Linked DNA regions of Gossypium hirsutum: all the other regions are linked to region 2. The links are chromatin contacts, called in public Hi-C maps. All regions are on one chromosome and are shown on one strand. The core of a region is the stretch at or near the end of the contact, and the rest is flanking DNA. Distances in the headings are between cores, read along the strand shown.

Evidence for each region. Hi-C and Micro-C count contacts between places; a contact is called where the count stands out from the background.
Region 1: a Hi-C map of leaf shows a contact between it and region 2, with 3 times the contacts expected there. The contact joins the promoter of LOC107896861 here to the promoter of LOC107896884 in region 2. A contact is called at or near these places in 3 of 34 Hi-C or Micro-C datasets (all in leaf).
Region 3: a contact with region 2 is called in a Hi-C map of leaf, with 1.6 times the contacts expected there. The contact joins the promoter of LOC107896860 here to the promoter of LOC107896884 in region 2. A contact is called at or near these places in 6 of 34 Hi-C or Micro-C datasets (anther, callus and leaf).

The regions. Positions count from the first base shown.
Region 1 is chrA10:89,744,650-89,748,781 of Gossypium_hirsutum_v2.1, forward strand. It overlaps LOC107896861 (alcohol dehydrogenase 1B), which reads left to right and starts at 2,480. Exons shown (of 8, transcript XM_016822158.2): 1 at 2,480-2,942; 2 at 3,031-3,166; 3 at 3,342-3,411; 4 at 3,500-3,593; 5 at 3,817-4,030. The coding sequence starts at 2,657.
Region 2 is chrA10:89,531,492-89,536,012 of Gossypium_hirsutum_v2.1, forward strand. LOC107896884 (transcription factor MYB16) reads right to left here and starts at 1,775. Exons shown (of 3, transcript XM_016822182.2): 1 at 1,361-1,775; 2 at 1,143-1,272; 3 at 1-610. The coding sequence starts at 1,493.
Region 3 is chrA10:89,702,514-89,707,061 of Gossypium_hirsutum_v2.1, forward strand. LOC107896860 (U2 small nuclear ribonucleoprotein A') reads right to left here and starts at 2,363. Exons shown (of 8, transcript XM_016822156.2): 1 at 2,077-2,363; 2 at 1,950-1,990; 3 at 1,723-1,852; 4 at 1,401-1,606; 5 at 526-699. The coding sequence starts at 2,158.

The DNA of each region.
Region 1 (4,132 bases), core at 1,230-3,729, 210 kb after region 2:
TGACCCAAATTCTTATTTAAATAAAATACGATGGAAAATAAAATAAAAGTAAAATCCATATAGAACTAGACTTCTTTTATTTTATTTTAGAATAAGATTTTTTAAACATTATTAAACTCCATCTATTTTATATTGATTAGGATAAAGTGTTTCAATCCTACTAGAATATGGCTTTACAAGCCTATAAATAGACATAGTCTATTTCTCTTGTATTGATTCAATTTTTCGACAGTGACTTTTCTTCTCCTCTACCCATGGTTTTTTCCCGAAAGGGTTTCCACGTAAAATTTGTGTATTCTTTATTTTTATTTTATTTTATTTTTTTCTCATTTTTTGATACTCAGTTTTATAATTTATATTTCATGTATATGAAGTAAAACTTGCACATGATAAACGTATAAAAAAGAGTTAATTAAAAAAAGTCAATTTTATCTATGGAATGCAGCTACAAAACCTTTTTCTTCTTTTAATGTAGGCCGCTAATCCAACTTATTTTTTTTATTATCCAACTTAAAATTTTGAATTTACTGTTCATTTTACTACGCTGGATCCTTTTAACCTATATCTATTTGGAAAAATTCCTTAAAAATACCTCTACAATTCCTTTCAATTTCATATTCAGCAAATTGATTTTTTTTTAAAATTTATACAATTTAATTCTTGCCAGTTTCAGAAGTGAAAATTAAACACATTGTTAATTTTTTCATCAATTATACAAATTTTGATTGGCATAATAACATATTTAGTTTGATGTTTGTATATTCTATGTAAATCTATTGAATCAAGACTAACTTGGCCTAATGCATAAATATGACAGGCTAAATTTGTTAAATCAAGACCAAATTGACAGAATTTGTAAACCTTGAGGGCTAAGTTTGTTATTATATCAATAAAAATATGTAGAATTTACAAAAACATTAATATTGCGATTAATTGTGCTTAGTTACTCACTTTTGAAATTAACATGGATTATATTGCTATGACTTTTTTGAAAGAGACAAATTTGCTCAATATCAAAATTGAAAAAGACCAAAGAAGTCTTTTTACCGAAAGTTATTGTAACCTTAACGCCAAGTCAAATAAGATTCATTATCGTTTGTAAGTTTTCATCCTATTTACTAGGTTAAAAACATGCTATTATTCTTGTATTTCTATAAAGTTTGAGATTTAGGGCTAGTTTGGCAATGCTTTTGAGAAGTGCTTTTAAGAAGTGCTTTTGAAAAGTTTAGTTTAAAATTTGAGTATTTAGCATTGCCGTAAAAAAGTACTTTTGAGAAATAAAATGTCCATTTTAGACATGTTATTATCAAGTAACAAATATGTATTTAAATAATATTTAAATTAGTTAATATTATTATATTTTATTAAGAATATAAAAAAATGATTATAACTTGTTGTTTATATTTTAATATATGAAATATAAATTTTAAATATTTTTAAGCAATTAATATTAATTATTTAGAAAATTTAATTAGAATATATAAACTATATTTTAAATATTTAAATATAACCATTAAATATTTATAATTAGTATTTTAAAAAAATATTTTTTTATTTTTAATTAATAATTTTAACACATTTGTAATTAACCACCAAGAAAAAAAAAGGGAAATACTATGTTATTAGAGGTGAAAAAGTAATTAAACACTAAAAGTGCTTTTGGGAGAGGAAAAGTTAAAAATTTTAGCTTCTCATTTTCAGAAGAAATAGCTTGTTTAGCACCGCTTTTCTTCTAAAAGTGCTTTTAAAGCCAGAAGTACATTTTTTAAGCACTGTAGAACAGGCCCTTACTCCTATATGTTATAAATTCAATTTCTATTTTTTTTCATTTTAAAAACCCTAATTCAATCATTATAATTGTTAGTAATTTCCATCAAATTTTGTCAATTTAATATATTTATTTCCTATTATTCATATACTACGTCATATGAATGCAGTTTAATTAACATATCAAGTTAAAAAATTTTACAGGAAAATACTAACAAGGATAATGATTGGATTGTGATATTCTATTCAATAAAATATATTTATCAAACCAATTAGTTGAATTAATACCAAGTCATTGGATAAGTTTGAAGGTCTTGTTCTAAGTTATAAAATTAGCTTTAATATCAAAATCGGAACATGATCCATTTAAAAAAAAACAATATAACAAATATTACATTTTTTTATATATTATATAAATTATACCATATGAAAATAAAATCTATTTTCTCAAAAAAAAACTATAATATTATATCAATTAAATAAAAATAGATAAAATTGTAAATCAAAAAATATATATTTATTTTAATTATACTTATTCTTTTTAACATAATAACTAAAAATATTCTTAATCTCTCTCCAATCCCTAAATAAAAAAATAATAAGTTTGAATACTATTGCATAATTAAAAAGATTTGAACAACTATAGTGGTAGGAATACTGGTATCTCCATTATTATAGTACCACTTTTTTGGGTAGGTTTTTCTTTCACGTAAAAAACACGTGATGACGAGGATAATTATCCCAAAAATGGTGACGTGGCGGATGAAACTCAGCTAAGACCTTAGGATGGTACTAAGTCAAAACTAAGAAGTCCCATCCACTGTCCCACTCCATTCCACTGCTCCGCTCGCCGATTGTCAACTTCCACCACTAGATCACAAGAATAATAATGGGTTTTCCATCAATTTTAAGTCGGATTGCCATCTCCAGGAACCTGCTTTCCTCTAAACCCACCAATCCTACCATCTTATTGTCCTCTCGTTGGTTTTCGAATCTCGTTGCTAACAACATCGACAAGGCGGAGAGGAGCCTACCATCATCTTCGGCTGCTTATCATGTCAGCTCTGGTGGATATATGCGAGGGACCGTCTTCTGGGAACCTGACACCCCCCTCACTATTGAAGAATTTCATATGCCTCGTCCAAAAGCTGGAGAAGTTCTTATTAAAACCAAGGGTATTTTTCTTTTTTTCTTTTCTTTTTCTTGTGAAAGGAAACACCAAGATTTGAAATGGGTCAACTCCATTGGGTTCTTTTGTTACAGCCTGTGGAGTATGCCACTCTGATCTTCATGTTATAAAAGGCGAAATACCATTTTCTAGTCCTTGTGTTATCGGGCACGAGGTAACGGGGGAAATCGTTGAACATGGGCCACTTACCGATCGCAAAATCATCGAAAGGTTTTAATTACATTCTTTACTTCTACTGTGTATAGAATGAGATCACTTCTTTTTCTTGCATTCATTCATGTTCTTTGCACATTCTCATTAAGTTATGCCTGTCACAATTGTTTTTGGTGGAGATAGAGATTGGCGGCCGCATGGACTTTATAATTTTCATTTTGGTTGTTCTCAGATTTCCAATTGGATCTCAAGTGGTGGGAGCGTTTATCATGCCTTGTGGTAACTGTTTCTTCTGTTCTAAGGTACCCTGCTTTGAGATGCTATGCTTGCATTTCAATTCAATTATCACGACAACTACAATCTTTTTATCATTTCGTTTTTGGGAGATAGGGCCATGATGATTTATGTGAAGACTTCTTTTCCTATAATCGAGCGAAGGGGACCCTTTATGATGGGGAAACACGGCTTTTCCTCCGCAACAGTGGTACTTTTATTATTAATTTTCCTATATTATGATGAACCTGCTACATTTTCTCTCAATGAAAGCATGGTTATCCGGAATTTTGTCTATGTGCTTCTTGATTCTTGAATGCCTTTTAACTGCAGCGTGTCAACCATCTTACGCATCAGTTTGCTCTTTTGCTGTAACTTTATCTGCATACTATTGACATCATTGTTGAATAACTGAAGTTATGCTATTTGTGTAGGAAAACCGGTATACATGTATAGCATGGGAGGCCTTGCTGAATACTGTGTCATTCCAGCACATGGTTTAGCTATTTTGCCAAAATCATTGCCATACACTGAGTCTGCAATTTTAGGATGTGCTGTATTTACTGCATATGGTGCCATGAGACATGCGGCTGAGGTCTGCCCTGGGGATTCCATTGCTGTGATTGGAGTCGGAGGTGTTGGTTCAAGGTACTTATATATTAAGCTGATTTTGAAACAAGATAATTGGTTTGACTAGTCATTTTGAAAAAGTCAGTGTGTTTGTCTTCAATATACAAGGTGTAAAAGGCA
Region 2 (4,521 bases), core at 525-3,024:
ATCCTCCATTGCGTTTCCAATATCATTGAACCCATTCTCCATGGCCAAATTAGTTGAACTTCCAAAGCCTTTCCATTCTTGTTCACCTTCTTGTTTGATCTGAGATGAAGCTGATGCAGTGCCAACAAAATCTGGCATACCCATTGAACTCAATCCAACCCCATTTTCTGAGGAAGTAAGTGTTGATTTGGGAGATTCGAGGTCACCAAATCCATTGTTTACAACACCATTATTAACTTCACTGGATTTACTCCACCCGGCAGTACTGTTCCAAGCTGTCTTATTCACAAGCTCACCGGCTGAAGAAGCAAAAGCTGCTGTTGGTGGACGAGTCAGGCGGTGTTGAAATGAATGTGAATGTGAACGTAGCTTTGATTCTCGAACCAATCTAGCTTCAGCTTCAAGCCTAGCACTTTCCCACTGAGCCATATGGCTAAGGTTTGCTGCACTCTTGGATTGAGAATCAATGGAGAGTAAAGCATCAGATTTTGGCTTGTGAGTGATCGGATCAATCCCCAATTTGGCTAACCTTTTCTTAAGATGAGTATTCCAGTAGTTTTTTATCTCATTATCTGTTCGCTTTGGCAAGTGAGTGGCTATAGCCGACCACCTGCAGACACAAGAAAATACAACCCTTTATCCAAAACCAAGATAAAAGAAACCGTCAACTGCCCACAAAACAGTTTCTTTCGATGTTTCAATCATCTAAAAGATAAAAAAAACAAAACCATTGATCAGATAGACAAGAAAATGACGGAAGAAAAATGAAAACAAAAAACTGATTTGCGAGTTAAATAAAACCCATTAGTCTTTTAAAGATACCATACTATAAATAAAGAAGGGTTTTATAGGTGATAGGGTAGACTGGCAGCAGTTCAACGTCTAAGTAACTGTGTCCGGCCATTATATACAAATATATATACAGCTGAATCCAACGAGATTTTTAACTTAAACTTGACAACCAAATATGGAAAAATAGGTTGAGAAATTGAGAACACCCAAGTTCAGAAAACAAGCTATGTTTTTAAAGTGATAACGGACAAAAACTCTGAAATATATATTCAAGGGTCTTGATGGAAAAAGAAAAGAAAAAAAAAACTATCATTTCTGACTAAGCAACATTGTGATGAAATTTTCTTGACCTGTTCCCTAAAAGGGCATGAAGTTGAATGATAGTTTGCTCTTCTTGCATGCTAAACTTTCCTCTCTTAATATCAGGTCTGAGATAATTAGTCCATCTAAGCCTGCAGCTCTTTCCACATCTTTGAAGACCTAAACAGAAAGTAAAAGAAGAAAATTTGAGAACGAGAGAGGAATGAGAATGAAGTAAGCAAGAAAAGTAAGGCTAGGGTTTAGTCACCGGCTTTGGCCGGCAAGGCACGCCAGCTTCCATGACCATGTTCTTCAATGTAAGCTAAGAGTTTCTGATCTTCTTCTGGTGTCCATGGTCCTTTCTTCAACCCCACTTTGTCACAGCAAGGTGATCTCCCCATTGGGTACAATATAGTGAAATTAAATGAGAAAAAAAAAGAAGAAGAAATTTAAGTTGGGTTCTGTTTTAACAGCACTCTTACTTACACAAGATATGATAAACTTGTGTAAGAGTGAGAGAGGAGGAAGCTTGTGTTTGTAAATGAAGAGATGGGCAGAGAAGAAAGGTACGCCAAATAAATGGGATGGTCAGAGTATATGCTAAAGTAACATTTGCAATGAAGAATTTAAAACCCAACTTTAGTTAACATTACTTCACTACGAAGCTTTGCCTTACTTGATTCATAGGGCATCCAAAAATTGTCCCATTTATGTATGGCCAAAATGGAGATTTCGAAGGATTTTTGGGTCCTCACAATTAAGAAAGCAAAAGGGTACAGTAAATGGTGTGGGGTCAGATCTAATATTTCAAGTCTCTCTCAAAATTTTCTTACATTACATTACTCACTGTGATGTGACTTCTTTAAAATTTTGACCCATTTTTTAAGATGTATTAATTAGCTACTAAAGTTGAATTTCAATAAAAACAAAGTATTTTAATAATTCCAGCTGCTTTTAGATTTATTGAAGGTTAAATGTTAAAGTTGTAGGCAATTTGGTAAAGAAGCCCACACACACATATGTATAAGAAGAGTGTTACAAAAATATTACCGTAATCATTTGATTAGGAAAAGGGTTGAGTTGGTTCTCAATTATTAATTAAGTTGTAATTGAATCAACAATTGAAATATTAAAAGTAGACACGATTGATTATTCAGTTTGAGAATTTGTTTTATATTTATGAGGTATTATTTAAAGAGTAATTCATTATATATCAACAAAATAATACGTGATTTAAGTTCAACTCATTTATCAAGCTGTAACTTCATTCTTATACATTAACAAAGATCACTCTCCCCACTAAGTATTTCTCTTAGAAAACTTAGCTACAAGTTAAACCTCATAATAGTTTGATTACAATGTATTTACATTGAAAATAAGTTTCTAAGATGAAGTAGATTTGAGCTCTCTACAACTTGTACATAATCAAGTAAACAAGCCTTCTTTAAATAGGCATTTTTGTCTTGCAAATCTCTAACTAGTGTGAACGATATATGCTCTTGTAATTGTGCTTCAATTAGACTTCTATATGGCATTAAATAAGCATTTTTTTCATTTATTGGACTTCTATAGAAATTGGATCTCATCATATATGATAACTTGATCACATGCAGAATCTTCAAATGAAGTCCTGTAACACCCTTTACCCGTAACCCACGTCGGGGCTAGGTACAAGGCATTACCTAACTTGATCTCATGCATACAACCCATCTTAAATTACCGAGACTCAGTCCAAATTAAAACTTTTCAATTTCTACTTTAATCATCTTATTATGGGCCTAAGAGCCTCAAATTGATCATTGAAAACTATTCGAAACCATTTCGGGTCCTTAAACCAACATTAGGAAATTTGCTTTTAAAACAGGGCATACGCCTGTGTGGAAGGATAACATGCCCGTGTGACCATTTCAAGATGGTTGTGTTGATTGCCTGTGTGGCTCGCACGGCCTAAGCACCCTAGGACATGCCCGTGTCCCACATCCTTGTAGAATTAATTTCTAATTTAGACCTACAAGGGTTTTCATGTAACGCCCCTAACCCGTATCCGCTGCCAGAATAGGGTTTCGGAGCATTACTACCACTTGCAAATCACTAAAAAAAATTCACTTAAATACTTATCAATTCAATGCATCAATAAATATATTACCATTCAATCAATGGCTTGGCACTTACCTAAGCATCAACAACAACACTTGTTAGTGTACTTACACATCTTTCATATAAATTCTTATTTTCTCAATATGTCATATTTGAATTTAATACTCGTCTTAACTTACATATTTTCCTTATGTTAACATAAAAAAGATAATCTCATATGTACGTGTCATGATACATATCATTCTCTTACCGTTTCTTTAATAACATATATCATTCATTTCATTATATCAACATTTCATGCACCATCATTTCTTTATATCTTAGGTATATTTATTTCGGTAATGGTTCGTATTAAACTTAACATAATTTAAATTCCATGTACCTATACTTATTTCATTTATCTATCTTATAAATTATTTCATACAACTATTTTGTACATTTATTTCCATATGACCAATTCCTGTAAACATTTCACATTACCATTTTGTATAACCAATTCATTTAACCATTTGTTATATTACCTGAATATTAGTTGTTCAACAGATATCTTGGCGTTTCTCTTCCACATCTTATTTATCTTCGACATGATGCCATAGTGTCTTTCAACTATGGTCTTACTCATTTTCTGTCATGTTGCCATGGTATCATTCAACCATGGTCTTATTCATTTCCCCGTCACGTTGCCATGGTATCTTTCAACCATGGTCTTACACGTTTCATATCAGGTTGCCATGGTATCTTTCAACCATGGTCTTACACGTTTCATATCAGGTTGCCATGGTATCTTTCAACCATGGTCTTACACGTTTCATATCAGGTTGCCATGGTATCTTTCAACCATGGTCTTACACATTTTCTATCATAGAGCACACTCCCACGAACCTCATTCTTATAGTGGGATTACCAGTCCAGGCTAAATCCCCTGCAACGACAATTACTCTAATGAGCTTGGATATGAATTACCAGTCCAGGCTAAATTCAGACCCTAATTCGGATTACCCGTCCGGGCTAAATCCATTTTACACATATTCTTAGGAGGGCTATATCAGGTTAGGATCACCCGTCCGGGCTAGATCCTTTTACCGTCAATTTCTTTTCAGAGATCCATCGAATTTCCTTTCATTCAACCGGGATTTCTTCCCATTTTATCAATATATCAATGTTTCATCAATTTTCATATAATGAACATTCAAATCATATTCATAGAAAAACATGCATTTCAAGCATTTAAGAATATAATTCAAGTTACACGAACTTACCTCATTGATTGTTCGTGTTTATGATTTCATTATTCTGATATATTTTCTTTTCCATGGTCAAGTCTCGTATTTG
Region 3 (4,548 bases), core at 1,113-3,612, 170 kb after region 2:
TACCTCAAGAAAAATGAAGATTTGGAGCATCAAAGTCTAAATATACATCATAATATATAGCAAAGTATGGTAAGATCTGTGTTTTTTCCATGTGGAGGATCCCTGCGGTCTTACCTCCATACCCAAGCATCAGATATGAGTGCCAAACACAAATACCTCAAGAAAAATGAAGATTCGGAGCAACAAAATCTAGATATGCATGCATCATAACATATAACGAAGTTGGCTGAGATTCTTGTTAGGCAGTTCAACTATTATGCTCTTTTGAAGTTTCTACCACATATGTAAATGGTATCCAAGCATACTTTTCAGTGAGCAACTGAGGTAGTCAGAAGGCAGGTTCTTCCATTTTACCCTTAATTTCTATCATTTCTTTTATTTCATCCTGTCCCGGATAAAGTTCTCTCAAGTCCCTCTAAGATGCAAAAGCCAAACACATTAAAAAAAATAACCATTATGAAAACTAAAACACTATCAACTTTATTATCCTAGATTCAAACTAGTATTATGAGGAAAAGGCAATACCTTGATAGCTAGAATTTGCTCAGGTGTTGGGGCAACCACTTTTGGCATCTGTTCTTCCTCTGCAACTTCTGAAACATTTGGTACCTCTTTTGGTGCAACTGTCTTTGTAGATTCTTTCTTTATTTCCTCTTCTGCTTCTTTAGATGCAAAGAGATTTTCAGCTTCTAGTCTCTCCTGTGACCCATGAAGCATAATTATGAGAAAAATAATTCATATAATAGTAATACTTGCATGAGGAATAGAAACTACGAAAATCAGAACATTTAGCCCCCCACCCCTACACCCACCCTTTCTTCCCCACCGACCCAAAGATGAAGAGAAAAGAAATGCTTAAGTAACATCAAATAAATACTTCAATCCTATAGTTTCAATCCTATAGTATAGTGTTTATTTGAGAGATAAGTTAAAGATGAGCAATACTAGACCATTAGACTAAAAGAGAGATTTGTCATTTTAAACAAAAATCCAAATTCGGGATGTATTTTCCTAGTAATCAGAGCACCAATGATGAAGACGAGGCCAGAAAAGAATAAGAAGAAGAACTAAGATACCATTCTAACATCTAATAGTGTTCCATCGATTATCTAATTCTCAATCAGTCACCACATAACAGCATTACGTGAACCTACACGTGCTGCTGCAAAATATATATTCAAACCAAACCATGAAGTAATTAAACAATGTCAAAAAGGAAGTTCAGATTTACAAAGCTAAAGGCTCAGTCAGGCAAATACTATCAGGAGAATAAATACAGGTATGCTGCCAGAAGTTTCTCAATTAAACACAGCAATTTCACATAGGCAACAGCAAATGCATAACATAACAGATTAAAACCGTATAAAAAGACAAAATAATAGTTTAGCATATCCAATCACCTTAGCTTTGACTTTCTTGAAATCCAGAACACGGAGTGATTTGAGTTTGTGAATCACATATAACCTATAATTAGGTTTTTTTGTAATATTGTTATCCAACAGGCTAAGGAATTGCAGCTTAGGGAGTGATGAAAGAGGGTCAATCTCCACTAAGTTCACCAGCCGGTTATTTGTGAGAACCAACGTATGTAAATTTGGCAAGAACTCTGCAAGAAAGGGAAATGTGAACAGCATAAGAGCCTTCCTACCAAGAGACAACATCAAAAGGCAAAGGGCACATGCTAAAGTACAAGGGAAATTGAAGTGTTGATTCAAAGCTTACCCCCAATATTGGGATTGATACGAGTAACTCGGTTGTTGTTTATAAGTAAAGTACCCAAGCGTTTAAGATAAGGGAAGTTGTCCAGCTTCACAATCTCATTGTCAGATAAATCTATGGTATCGAATTGGTCCTATCAATTGAGCAAATGTAACAAAAAAAAAAGGAACCCACCAGTAAATTAAAGCTATGAATGCACTAAAAATTGACACAAACAAAGTAATACACACCTCGGTAGCACCCAAGTTTTCGATTACAGCAATTTTGTTACCTGAAAGGGGAAAAAGGAAAGAAAGGGAATTTTGAGAACATTATTATGAGGGTTAGGGTTAGAGCGGAAGAAGGGAGAAGCAGCACCTCGAAGATCCAATTCTCGCTCTTTGAGGGCATTGAAGAAGTGAGGACACTTCCAAATCAAGTCGGCCGTGAGCTTCACCATGCCTACCTACTTCCTTCTTTTCTATGTTTTTGCTCTGCTAAAACCCTAAACCACCGCCACTTTCTTTGTTCAATGAGGCGTTGCGTTGCGTAAGTGTGGGAGCGGCGAGTCGGAGTCGGCCACTTTGCGCCTTTACTCCTTAAAATTCATTTCTTTTGGTTCCGTTTTCATTTTTTTCACCCGCTCTTAAACAGCTGTTAAAACGACAACATTTTGTAGCCACTAAGAGGGCTTGGTTATCTTTTTTCTTTTTTCTTTTTTAACAGGAAACACCATAAAAAGCCATGCATTTCATTGTAATTTTAACTTGCAATTTTAATAATATGATTAGCAGTTTTATTGTAGTTTCTAAAAATATGTCGAAAATGTACTTTTAAATCACGATTTAAGAAATGATAAATCAATCGTAACTCCGAAATCCTATTATTTGCCACAATGCCATTAAAATTGTTTTCACTCTCATGTTGTTTTTAGTCCTTCTAAAATAGCTCTTTCCTCGACCTTGAACATTGGTTCCTCTCCACCTCTAATTTAAGCAGGCCCATTAGAGACTGAGACTGCTCCATCAGTATTTAGCTTAGTCCACCCTCTCTCTAGTATCATCCAGCCTTCACATCTTATTCTTTGGTCATAATAGACTTCACCTAACTTTAAATTCTTAAAGCTTGTAGCCCAAGCCACACTTGTTCTGACAACATCATCAATATTGTTGTAGTTGTTATTGAAAATAAAATTGTTGTGACTTTTCCATATAAGTGAACACATTATTGCAAACAGGGTTGGCCACTCATCATTATCCTCAATTCTCCCCAAGCTTGTCAAGTTCCAAACAAATTAATCCTTTAAATTGGTAATTTTTTTTGGTTAAAAAGCATTTTTTACAATAAAACTAATATTAAATAATTTACATTATAAATCACTTATGGCAATCCTTTCTGTCTCCTTTATTACAAATAGAAATAATACAGTAATTTACATTATAAATCACTTAATTTAGCATTAATTTTTATTTAAGTCACAAATTTATAATTTCATTAAATATATCACTAAACATTAATTATTAACAAATTAAGTCACTTATATTTAATGTTGTTCGGACCGGATCAGTTGATTGGACCGATTAAATCGGGAACCGATCGAAGTACCGATCCGATTATAAAAATTAGATAGGTTGAACCATAAACCAATACAAACTAGTTGAATTGAACTAAAAAAATCAATTTAACTAATTTTTCACTAGTTTTAATTTTTTTATACATTTTTTATTGAATTATTTAATCAAGTATGACAAATCAATCAAACCGGTCAAACTGAAAACCAATAATCTAAATAATTTAATTACTAATCTCATTCTAAAACCTTCCTTATACTTAAGTAATTCTAATGGAAAAGTTTACTAGGAATGCATAAGTGACTTAGTATAGCATTGGATTATGTTTAAAATATTATCGTATGCATATTAAGGTAACTTTTTACTCAATAAAATTAGCATAAGTTACATAATCTATAATAATGGAAGTTCAATTATATAAATTGATCAAATTAAATATTTGTGACTTATATAAGAATTGATGATTAAGTTTATTGACTCGAAAATCTAAATTAATTTAAATAATTTGTTTCATCATTAAAAGTATTTTTTAATAATTAGATTTGTTCAAATCATTTAAACTTGAAGATCCGTTTCAAATATAACATTTTAAAATTTAGAAAGATTGGTTTAGGCAAAAAAAAGCTCGTATACAATGTGACTCAAGCTTGAGCTCTAACATCCAACGTTCAAATCCAACTTTTTTTTTTACTTTTGTAATATCTTATTGTATTTTATATTATATATTATGTAATTTATATTAAATAAATTTAATTATTGTTGGAACATTTTTAAATATTTATAGTGTTCCAATAACTATAAATGAATGGGTGTAATTAATCTAAAAGTTATATTATTTGATTTTTTGAAAAAGAATTATAACTATTTAAATAATATTATTTGAATAGTTATAATTAAATGAATAATTATGTGTTTGTTTTAAAGACATTATTATTCAAAAAGACACCTATTAATGAAAGATGTCTGTATGAAGAGACATGAAAATTCCTATAAATAGGAATGAGATTTCATTTGGAAATCATACCAACAAATTCTAATATTCTTTCTTTTCTTCCTTCATTTTCTAATATTATTAGATTATTCTATAAAGTATTACTGCAGAAATTCTTTATAGAAATTGAGTTCCTTGTCATACATTGCTTAGTGTGTACTAGGCTATTCTCGTCAGTGCAAAACACAAATAGCCATTGGCTTCATTGTATCCTCGAGGTTAATTTGCTTGAAACTCGTTTGCACACCGAAGATAGGTGGGAGCGAATATAACCTTAAAGATAGTGGC